3 separate regions of the Rattus norvegicus genome follow, and regions 1 and 3 are each linked to region 2. Evidence: chromatin contacts called from public Hi-C data. All regions are on one chromosome and are shown on one strand. The core of a region is the stretch at or near the end of the contact, and the rest is flanking DNA. Distances in the headings are between cores, read along the strand shown.

Region 1 (2,716 bases), core at 160-2,659, 230 kb after region 2:
GTGTGTGTGTGTGTGTGTGTCTAGCGGGTTCAGTGAGTGCACACACTTGCACACAATGCACATGAGGACACTAAAAGAGAAGTGTTGAGTCAATTCTATTCCAGTTTCATGTGGCTTCTAGTAATGGAACTCGAGTTACCATGTGTGCATAGGAAGTGCTTTTACCTAGTGGAGAGACCATCTGGCTAGCATTCTGCTTGCTTTTTTCTTTTCTTTTCTTTCCTCTCCCTCACCCCCCCATGCTCCCCCCCCCCCCCCGCTCGTTTTTTGTTCATTTGTTTTTCCGGATAGGGTTTCTCTATGTGGCCCTGGCTGTTCTAGAACTTGCTAGACCAGGAAGGCCTTGAACTCACAGAGATCTGCCGGCTTCTTCCTCCAGAGTACTGGGATTAAAGGCCTGCGTAGCCATCACCACCCAGCACAACCTTGGTTTTTAATGCAGGATCTCTTTGTTGGCATATAGACTGAGTCTCAAGCAAGGTCCAGAAACCCTTCCCTCAGTCTCTACCTCCCAAGTGCTGAGATTACAAATCTGCACTACAAAACTTTTCTTTTTTTAAAACAGGGATCTAGAATTAAACTCAGGTCTGGGCAAGCACTTTTTACTGAAGTCCTTGTTGGTTTTGAGACAGGATCTCATTCATCGTAATTCTCCTACTTCAGCCTCGTGAATGCTGGGATTACAGGCATGAGCCTATAAACCTAGGTTTGCTTTTTTTTTTTTTTTTTTTCTCGGAGCTGGGGACCGAACCCAGGGCCTTGGGCTTTCTAGGCAAGCGCTCTACCGCTGAGCTAAATCCCCAACCCCTGCTTTTGTTTGTTAACAGGATCTCATGTAACCCAGGCCTTGAACTTTTGATTCCTTTCACTTCTTTTTGTCCAAAAGCTGTGATCACAGGCATGGCCCACCATGACCAATTTGAGTACTGCATCTTACATAAGGATTTGAGAATGTGTCAGGAGAGGAAGGTGGGGAGGGGAGGGAGTCCTTCCTTCCTTCCTAAGCATCTCCAATTCCCTCCAGGAGGAATGTCTAGTTTTCTTTTTTTTTTTTCTTCCCTCAATAGGTCCATGTGGACAGGTCACATTTTAAGCATTCTGCTCATTTCACCACACCATGGACGCTGGAATCCCCGTAACAACTCGATAAACACAAGACCAGCTTCATAAATGATCGTGTTGACGTCCTCGAGGAGTCAAAACACCCGCCACTTTTTCTTTCTTTCTTTTTTTCTTTTTCCTCTCTGGGATTGATTGGCGTCTCTGTCACGTGATCCGGGGCGGCTAGCGGGCCTTGGGGTCTTGGGCATCCACGTGGTCTCCCGCAAAGCACGGAGGTGGCTCTGCGCAGGCGCGGCTGTCTACGCAGGCGCAAGCGCGTCCCGGGTGCACGGGCTCTCCGCCGGCGGTTAGCGAGAGCGGGATCGGGTGAGCTGAAAGCCGGCGCCATGGTGGAGAAGGAGGAGGTCAGCGGCGGCGGCGGCGGCATCAGCGAGGAGGAGGCAGCGCAGTATGACCGACAGATCCGCCTGTGGGGACTGGAGGCTCAGAAGCGGTGAGGGGCGCCGCGGGCCGGGGCCGGCGTATGGGCCCTGAGGGAGAGGGTGGGGCTCGGTTGTAGAACCGAGTCGGCGTTGATGCATTTGGTTGTCCTAGAGCTTCAGAATAGACGAATGGAGGGTGTTTCTGCAAAGTATGGGAGGTGGAGATGGCCCTTGTGTAGTAGTGTGTGTGTCCTCGGAGGAGGCGGGGAAGAGGGAGGATTCGAACTGGAGACTCCCTCGGTGTCTGTACCTGGTGATGGTGGGGTTTAGGTGAGGCTGTTAGAGTGTAAGAGGGGGTGGGCATGAGTGCAGAGTGTAGGGGCGGGCTGAGCTCATTAATTTCTAGTTAATGAGAACCTTTGTTGGATGCCCTGGGGACTTGGCAAACCCCACAGGCTCCTCTTGAGGAGTGCTCGAGAGCTAATTCTGACAAAGGGACTCCAGGAGAGGCGCTGAGTGGCCGAATTTATTGAGCACACTGCTACAGATGCTGTTTGGTTTGTTTTTTTCCCTTCCCCCTAGACCAGGTTTCTCTGAGCAGCCCTGGCTGACCTGGGACTCCCTCTGTAGACCATGCTGCTTCAAACTCAGAGATCAGCCTGCTTCTGCATCTTGAATGAGTACTGGGATTAAAAAGGCATGTGCCATAATGCCTGGCTTCCTTCACATTTTCGAGTTATGTTTTGCAGGGGGCATGGATGTTCATATTTTTAATTCCAGTACTCTGGAGGTAGAGTTTGAGGTTAGCCTGATCTATGTAGTTCCTGGACAGCCGGGGCTACCTCAGTGAGACACTGTCTCAAATCAAAACAAACTCCAAGGATAATTGTTTTTACAGCTTAGGCTGGCTTTGAACTTGCAGAGATCTTACTTCTCTCAGGTGCTGGGATAAAGGCATGCACTGTCACACATTGGCTCCCAGAGCATTTTTCCGGGAAGAGGTTTTAGAATTTTATGTGTTGGTTTCTGTGTATGTTTTCCGTGGTGCTGATGTGGATGCCAAAGGGTAACTTTGCACAGTCAGTTCTTGTCTTTCACCTTTATGTAGAGTCTGAGGTTTAAACTCAGGTTGTCAGGTGTCCGTCAGGCATTTGAGACTCGCACTTTACTTGGTGAGGCACCTTGCTGAGCATTTTTTATTGAACAAAATAGGCTCCTTCCCAACTTGAAGC
Region 2 (2,851 bases), core at 127-2,626:
AAACTTTAATGAGAGGCTTCATTTGTTGGGATGTTTTAAGATTTGAGCACATGTAATTTTATTTAGCAAGGCTTACTAAGTACTCAATACGTGGAAGTTATTCCCCTATACCCCACCCTCATTTAGAGACACAGTAGTCCTCCTTTAATTCCCTTGTTGCTTTCTGATGTATCAGTTACCCGTGGCCAGGAGGGAGATATAAATAAGAGATCACATTCACATTTCTCTCATTACAGCGTAATATATTCAAAGTTTTTCTATTATTGTGGTTAGTTCTTTACTAAGAGTAATTCATCAGCTTATAGATATCCATGTATAGGGGAAATCGCCCACATCTTACAGGGTTCTAGTAGTTCGAGGGTCCCATTGTGAATTGTACCCATAGGGACTATTATACCTCATTCGAGTCTCCATGCAACACTTTTTGAGTTCAGTATTGTTATCCCACTTTACAGATGAAAAGCCTGGAAAGAAGGGCAATGCTGAATCGGAAACCACGTGCTTACTTCATGCATTCCGCACACTGTAAGGCGCCGGGGAAGCCTGTCTTTAACAATCCATCCTTCCGGAGGGCTCCCAAAGGAATACAGGGTTAGAGGGGAGCCCTCTTACATCACCATTTCCCCTGCAAGCACCCAAAGTGACATGTGGTTTGCTGTCATTTGCCCGATGCTGACCTGGAGGGTAGGGCTGCAATGCAAGGCCTGTCCTCCTTCTGCCTGGGACCAAGCACTGGGTGAAATCACCGGTAACTTGTATCAACGCGCCTGGCCCACAGGTTTTTCTTCAGCGCCGGGGAAAGAGCACGTGCCCCCTGTCCCCGCCCACTCTTCCGGGCTGGCCAACGTAGAGCTTGGATTGGGCTGCGGGGGACCACGCCCCCTTGCCTTGCCCAATCGACTCCGTCGCTGGGTACGCTGCCTTCTTCACAGCCCCGCCTCGCCACCCCACGTTACGTCTATCTCTCCCACCCCCACCTCCGTTATCCCGAGGCTGCGGCTCGACTAGGCGAACCCAACTCCCTCTGCCTCCCATTGGCTAGTGAGGTCCCGCGCGAGCGGGATGGAGCCCTAAGTACCCGCCCTGAAGATCCAGGCCATGCCTCTCAGAGCTGGCTTTCTCCTGGAGCCGGCGCGGTGTGGGGAGGGGCAGTGGGGATCTGCTCCTGGTGCGCGCAACGTTGTGCGCGCCCCCTACAGGCCCCTCCCTCCCTTTGGTGGCTTTGCAGACTGCAGCCGCCTCTGCGCAGGCGCACTAAACCCACCCCGCGCCCTCCTGTGCCAGTTCGCGGGTGTCCTCGCGCTGTGTGAATCTGGCGTCGCAGACGCTGGGGTAGCGGCATTTTCCTCAGGCGCGCACGCGCACTCGCACCCCCGGTGTCCGTGCGTGCCTGTCCTCCTGGGCTACTGTCCTCGAGGTGCGCTTGGCCCTGTGGGCCGTTATCCACCTTCCATCCCCCGCCCCAGCGCCTTTCGCCCCTCAGAAACGCACGCGCACTTGCGAGAGGGTCTCCAGCACGCGCACGGCCGCGGCGGCCGCAGGAAGGAGGCGACAACGCCGCCGCCGCCGCCATTGCGCGGGAGGGAGGGAGCGAGCGAGCGAGCGAGGCTGGTCCGCCCTCCCCCTGGTTCCCGCCCCTCCCCCCTTCCCCTCCCCGCCCCCCCGCCCCGAGGGAGAGCCGCGGCGCGGCGGGAGGAGGTGGAGGAGGCGGAGGAGGGAGCCCGCGAGGGAGGGTCCGCCCGGCCCCCCGCCGGAGCCGCCACCGCCGCCTCAGCCGCCTCAGGAACGAGTCGCTAGGGGAACATGGCGCCGGGCCCGCCGTCGCAGCGGCCGGGATCGCGGAGGCCGGGGCCGCGCTGAGGGCGCCCCCAAGGCTGGTAAGTGTCTCGTCGCTGGCAGAGGGGAATGTGGGGACGGGCGAGGCGCCGGGCGCCGCCCCGATGCGGGATCCAAGGGTGGGGGAAAAGGCGGGGACCGCAGGGCCCGGAGCCCGCGAACAATGGAGGAGCCGGAGGGGGAGGGGAGGGAGCGCCCCCCCAGCGCCCCGCGGTCCCCGCGTCCCGGCCGCTGCATGCCCGGGCCCGGCCCGCGCGGCCCGCCTTGCCCTTCCTATTCGCCACTGTCCCCGCAGCCCTGCAATCCCGGCGTCTGCCTCCTCACACGCCCCACCACGACCCGATGGGGGATCTCGGTGTCTCAGCCTCCACTTGAGATATCCGACTCCCAATTCTGAGCCGTCTCCTTTCCCACTTCCTACCCCCCCCCCCCGACCCCTAGTCATACCCTTCACTACCTTTTGGAGTCCGCTGTGCTCCTGGGACATCCTCCTCATTGACCCCTCTGTATCCCTTCTGACGCTCACTTTGGACATTCGTGGCCCTTCTACCTTACCTGTTTTCTGCTAGCATCACTTTTGGGGGGAAGTCCCCATCCTCCTCCTTTGGCCTATCTACTGTTATTATCCCTGCCTTAGAACATCTTGCATCCCCAGGAGCTGTCCCTTTAGGACCTGCGGTTCCACCTCCGTGGAGATCCATACTAGATGTCTGTTGATGTAGTCACTGCTCTGCTGCCCTCCTGGTCTCTGCTTTGGACATAATTCCTCCTCCCATTTGAGCCCAACTGCCCCAAATTTTTGCCCTGGCCGCAACACTGAACCTTCTGCACCTCCTTGGGAATGCCCCTAGGCTGCCTCTCCTACCGTTCTCAGATTTAGATGCTCCTTGCTCTCTTCCTTCTCTTCTCAGTGCTTGCTCCCGTTTTGCCATTCAGACCCTGTCCTCTTTTCCAGACCCTTCTGCCTGCCAACTCTGCCCCTGTGCAGGCGCTCTGATCTTGCATGCACTCCCCT
Region 3 (2,901 bases), core at 66-2,565, 210 kb after region 2:
GCGGCGGTGGCGATGGCGGCGGTGGCGACTCTGATGGCGGCGGCGGGGGGGTCCCGGGCACGGCCTCCATCGTTCCTTTGAGGGGGAGGGGATGTTAATGCACGAAAAAGGACTGCTTGGGCGTGGCGGGAGGGGCACACTTCAGCTCTCCAGGGCTCCTGATGGAAATTGGGCATATATATAGGTATATAGTATTTTTTTCGGTTTCGGAATCACCTCTGAGCCGACTTCCACGTAGGCCGCGAGGCCTAGGCCCCGGAGAGGCCGCCCGCCGCCTGCTTTCTCTGCAGCCTGGCCCTGCGGTCACTCGCTCACGGGCACAGGACCCTCATCGGGACGAGAGGTCCCCTTCCGCCACACACACACACACACACACACGCGCGGGCCCCCAAGGCCTGAGACCCGGGGGACACGAACACTGGTGGGTGGTTGGGTGTAATTAGCGCGGGCCGCGCGCAACGGAGCAAGCGAAGGGAAAGGGGGAAAGAGGAGAGCGAGCAAGGGAATGGTTAAAAAAAATCAGGGAGAAGAGGGAACGGGCTATGGAGATGGGCCGACTGTCTGCCCGCCCTAGATGCCCCAGCTGCCCGGCCCCCGCCGCGGTCAGGAATTGACACAAAATGGCGGCACAGCCGGGACGAGCACAGAGGCTGAAGCTGGAGGAAGGGCGTGGAGGGAGGGGGTAACTGGGAGGCCGAAGAAGCGTCACGTGGAGAAGGGCAGAGACAGCCCGCCCGAAGGCAGGCGGAAAGAACCGAAGCGGAAGGGCGAGGCGGAGAAGAGAAGACGGAAAGAACCGAACACAGCTGAGAATAACTCGAGACTAAAATGAGCCGGAAAGAGCCGAAGAAGGATCTAGGTCACTGAAGCAACGTGAAGCGGATCAAAGACCCACCTAAAGAACCAAGGGTGGTCGTGGGGGTGGGGCTAGAGAAGGCACGGAGAGCCGGAAATAGCCGAGGCGCTTCGGGATTGGAGAACCCGGGGGACTTGCGATAATCCGGAAAGAGCCGAAGTCAGTGAAGGGATCCCAGTAGGAGGCGGAAGTAGCCGAAATAAATTGAGCCGAGCGAATAGGAATTAGCGAATGAGCTGAACGGGTGGGGCTGGAAAGGCGATTAAATAACTCAAGGGTAAATGACTTTCAGGAACTCGCCCCAAAGCAAGCGAGAAGAGCCGAAAATTGCTAGTTTGAAGGAAGGCGGGAAGAGCCAAAAGTTTTAGGTGGGAGAATAATGGGAGGGAAAAAAATTTAACCGAAAGCCGGAGACCGGTCCCAGGAGTCGGACGTTTCCGAAGAGGGGCTGGAGCAGAGGCGGCCCGGAGATGACGTCACTACATAACTCAGCCAGTGGCGTCATCCTTGGAGGCGAGAAGGGCGGGGCCAGGCTGTGAAGGCGAAGTGGAAATCTTGATAGGGTTCTTAAACCATTAACAAAAATTTTGACGTCCACCCCCTGCCCAAGTTGATGTTCCTAGTTTATAGATGGAGACTGAACCCGAAGCCTGGTTGTTTAGTTGGCTTAAGATCATGTGTTTGGAGCCGGGATATGCAGAAACGTTGAAATTGGTAGTGCTAGCCTCTAAGCATACAGGAAACCCTTCATCCGCAGCACCTTATAGAATCGGTTGCGGTAGCCACAGCGTGTAACAGCAGCACTCAGTGTGGAGGCAGAAGAATGAGAAACTCAAGATCATCCTGACCCGCACAGTGGAAGAACCGACTCCCGAAAGATACCACATTCTCTAACCTCATGCAAGAATCATGGTGCAGGCAGGGACAAGGAAGGAGAAGAGAGTCAGAGCCTTGTGACAAGGGAAATTTTTTTTTCACCTGAGATATAGGGGTAGGGGTGTTATGAAATATAATGCAGCGGGCCCATGCAATTTATGTCCCTAAGAAATTACACCTCGTAACAGATTTATTGGGGAAGGGACAGGAGTGAGGGCCAAGAGAAGGGGTAAAGGCTTGAAAGACCCCCTCCCAGAAAGGGAATTGTACAAGCCCAAGGCCCTCAACTATAGAAATAAAAAGTAAGTTTTTAGATACAGACTCAGAACTAAAATAAGCCTGGGAAAGTTCAGATGTGTCCAAGCTTTGTGGGACAAACTGACCCATCATTTAGACGAAACAGACCATAAAAGAAAACAAAATACAGAAACCAGTCTAAATTATTGGTATTGCTTTATGGGCCACCTAACAAGAGATAAGCCCCTAGCCCCTGACATTCCGGACGCCCCAACCTGCACGTATTCTCTTGCTATGTGACAACCTCATTTGAATAGCCAATTGGGTGTAACCATACATCCGCGCCTCACTTGAATCCACCAACCATGCATCTGCTTCTGTAAGCCTGCTTCTGCTCCCCAATACCCTATAAAAATCCGTCCCTGGTTCTGCTAGGCGCGCCAGTCTTCCGAATTGACTGGGACACCCACAGGTACCTGTGTATCCTGATCAATAAAAATCCTCTTACAGATTACAGCCTGTGGACTCGGACTGGTCATTGGGCTCGAGGATCTCCCTCCTGAGGGAAGATTCTCTCTGAGAGTCTTACAGGCTGACAGACTGAAGCAGAGCCATAAGAACAAAGAACAGAAAGGGGGCACCAGGGACAGAAATGGGAAGAGATAGCAGAGAACACACACACACACACACACACACACACACACACACACGGGAGGGGGAACACACACCTGCAGAACCTGGCAGCAGGTGATGACTTAAACCATCAATTGGTACCTGGGGCAGGACAACTGGATGCTAACATGGGGGTCTTGACACAAAACTCTTTGAGAAACTAGTGAGCCAGTGATGCAAACCTTAATCTAGTCTCTTTGGGGGCAACCCAAATTCTGTATTTGCTACACAAATTCTGAGACTCATCCCCAGCCTCATTT

Evidence for each region. Hi-C and Micro-C count contacts between places; a contact is called where the count stands out from the background.
Region 1: a contact with region 2 is called in a Hi-C map of the A7r5 cell line, with 5 times the contacts expected there. The contact joins the promoter of Sae1 here to the promoter of Arhgap35 in region 2. A contact is called at or near these places in 2 of 12 Hi-C or Micro-C datasets (the A7r5 cell line and Schwann cells).
Region 3: a contact with region 2 is called in a Hi-C map of prefrontal cortex, with 3 times the contacts expected there. The contact joins the promoter of Zc3h4 here to the promoter of Arhgap35 in region 2. A contact is called at or near these places in 4 of 12 Hi-C or Micro-C datasets (the A7r5 cell line, Schwann cells, frontal cortex and 1 more) and 1 of 1 datasets of contacts at active chromatin or transcription factors (oligodendrocytes).

Annotation. Positions count from the first base shown.
Region 1 is chr1:86,213,782-86,216,497 of GRCr8, reverse strand. It overlaps Sae1 (SUMO1 activating enzyme subunit 1), which reads left to right and starts at 1,409. Exons shown (of 9, transcript NM_001012063.1): 1 at 1,409-1,555. The coding sequence starts at 1,449. It also overlaps the pseudogene Ftl1-ps12.
Region 2 is chr1:86,445,939-86,448,789 of GRCr8, reverse strand. It overlaps Arhgap35 (Rho GTPase activating protein 35), which reads left to right and starts at 1,376. Exons shown (of 7, transcript NM_001271132.1): 1 at 1,376-1,877.
Region 3 is chr1:86,232,871-86,235,771 of GRCr8, reverse strand. Zc3h4 (zinc finger CCCH-type containing 4) reads right to left here and starts at 1,315. Exons shown (of 15, transcript NM_001427315.1): 1 at 1,258-1,315; 2 at 1-75. The coding sequence starts at 70.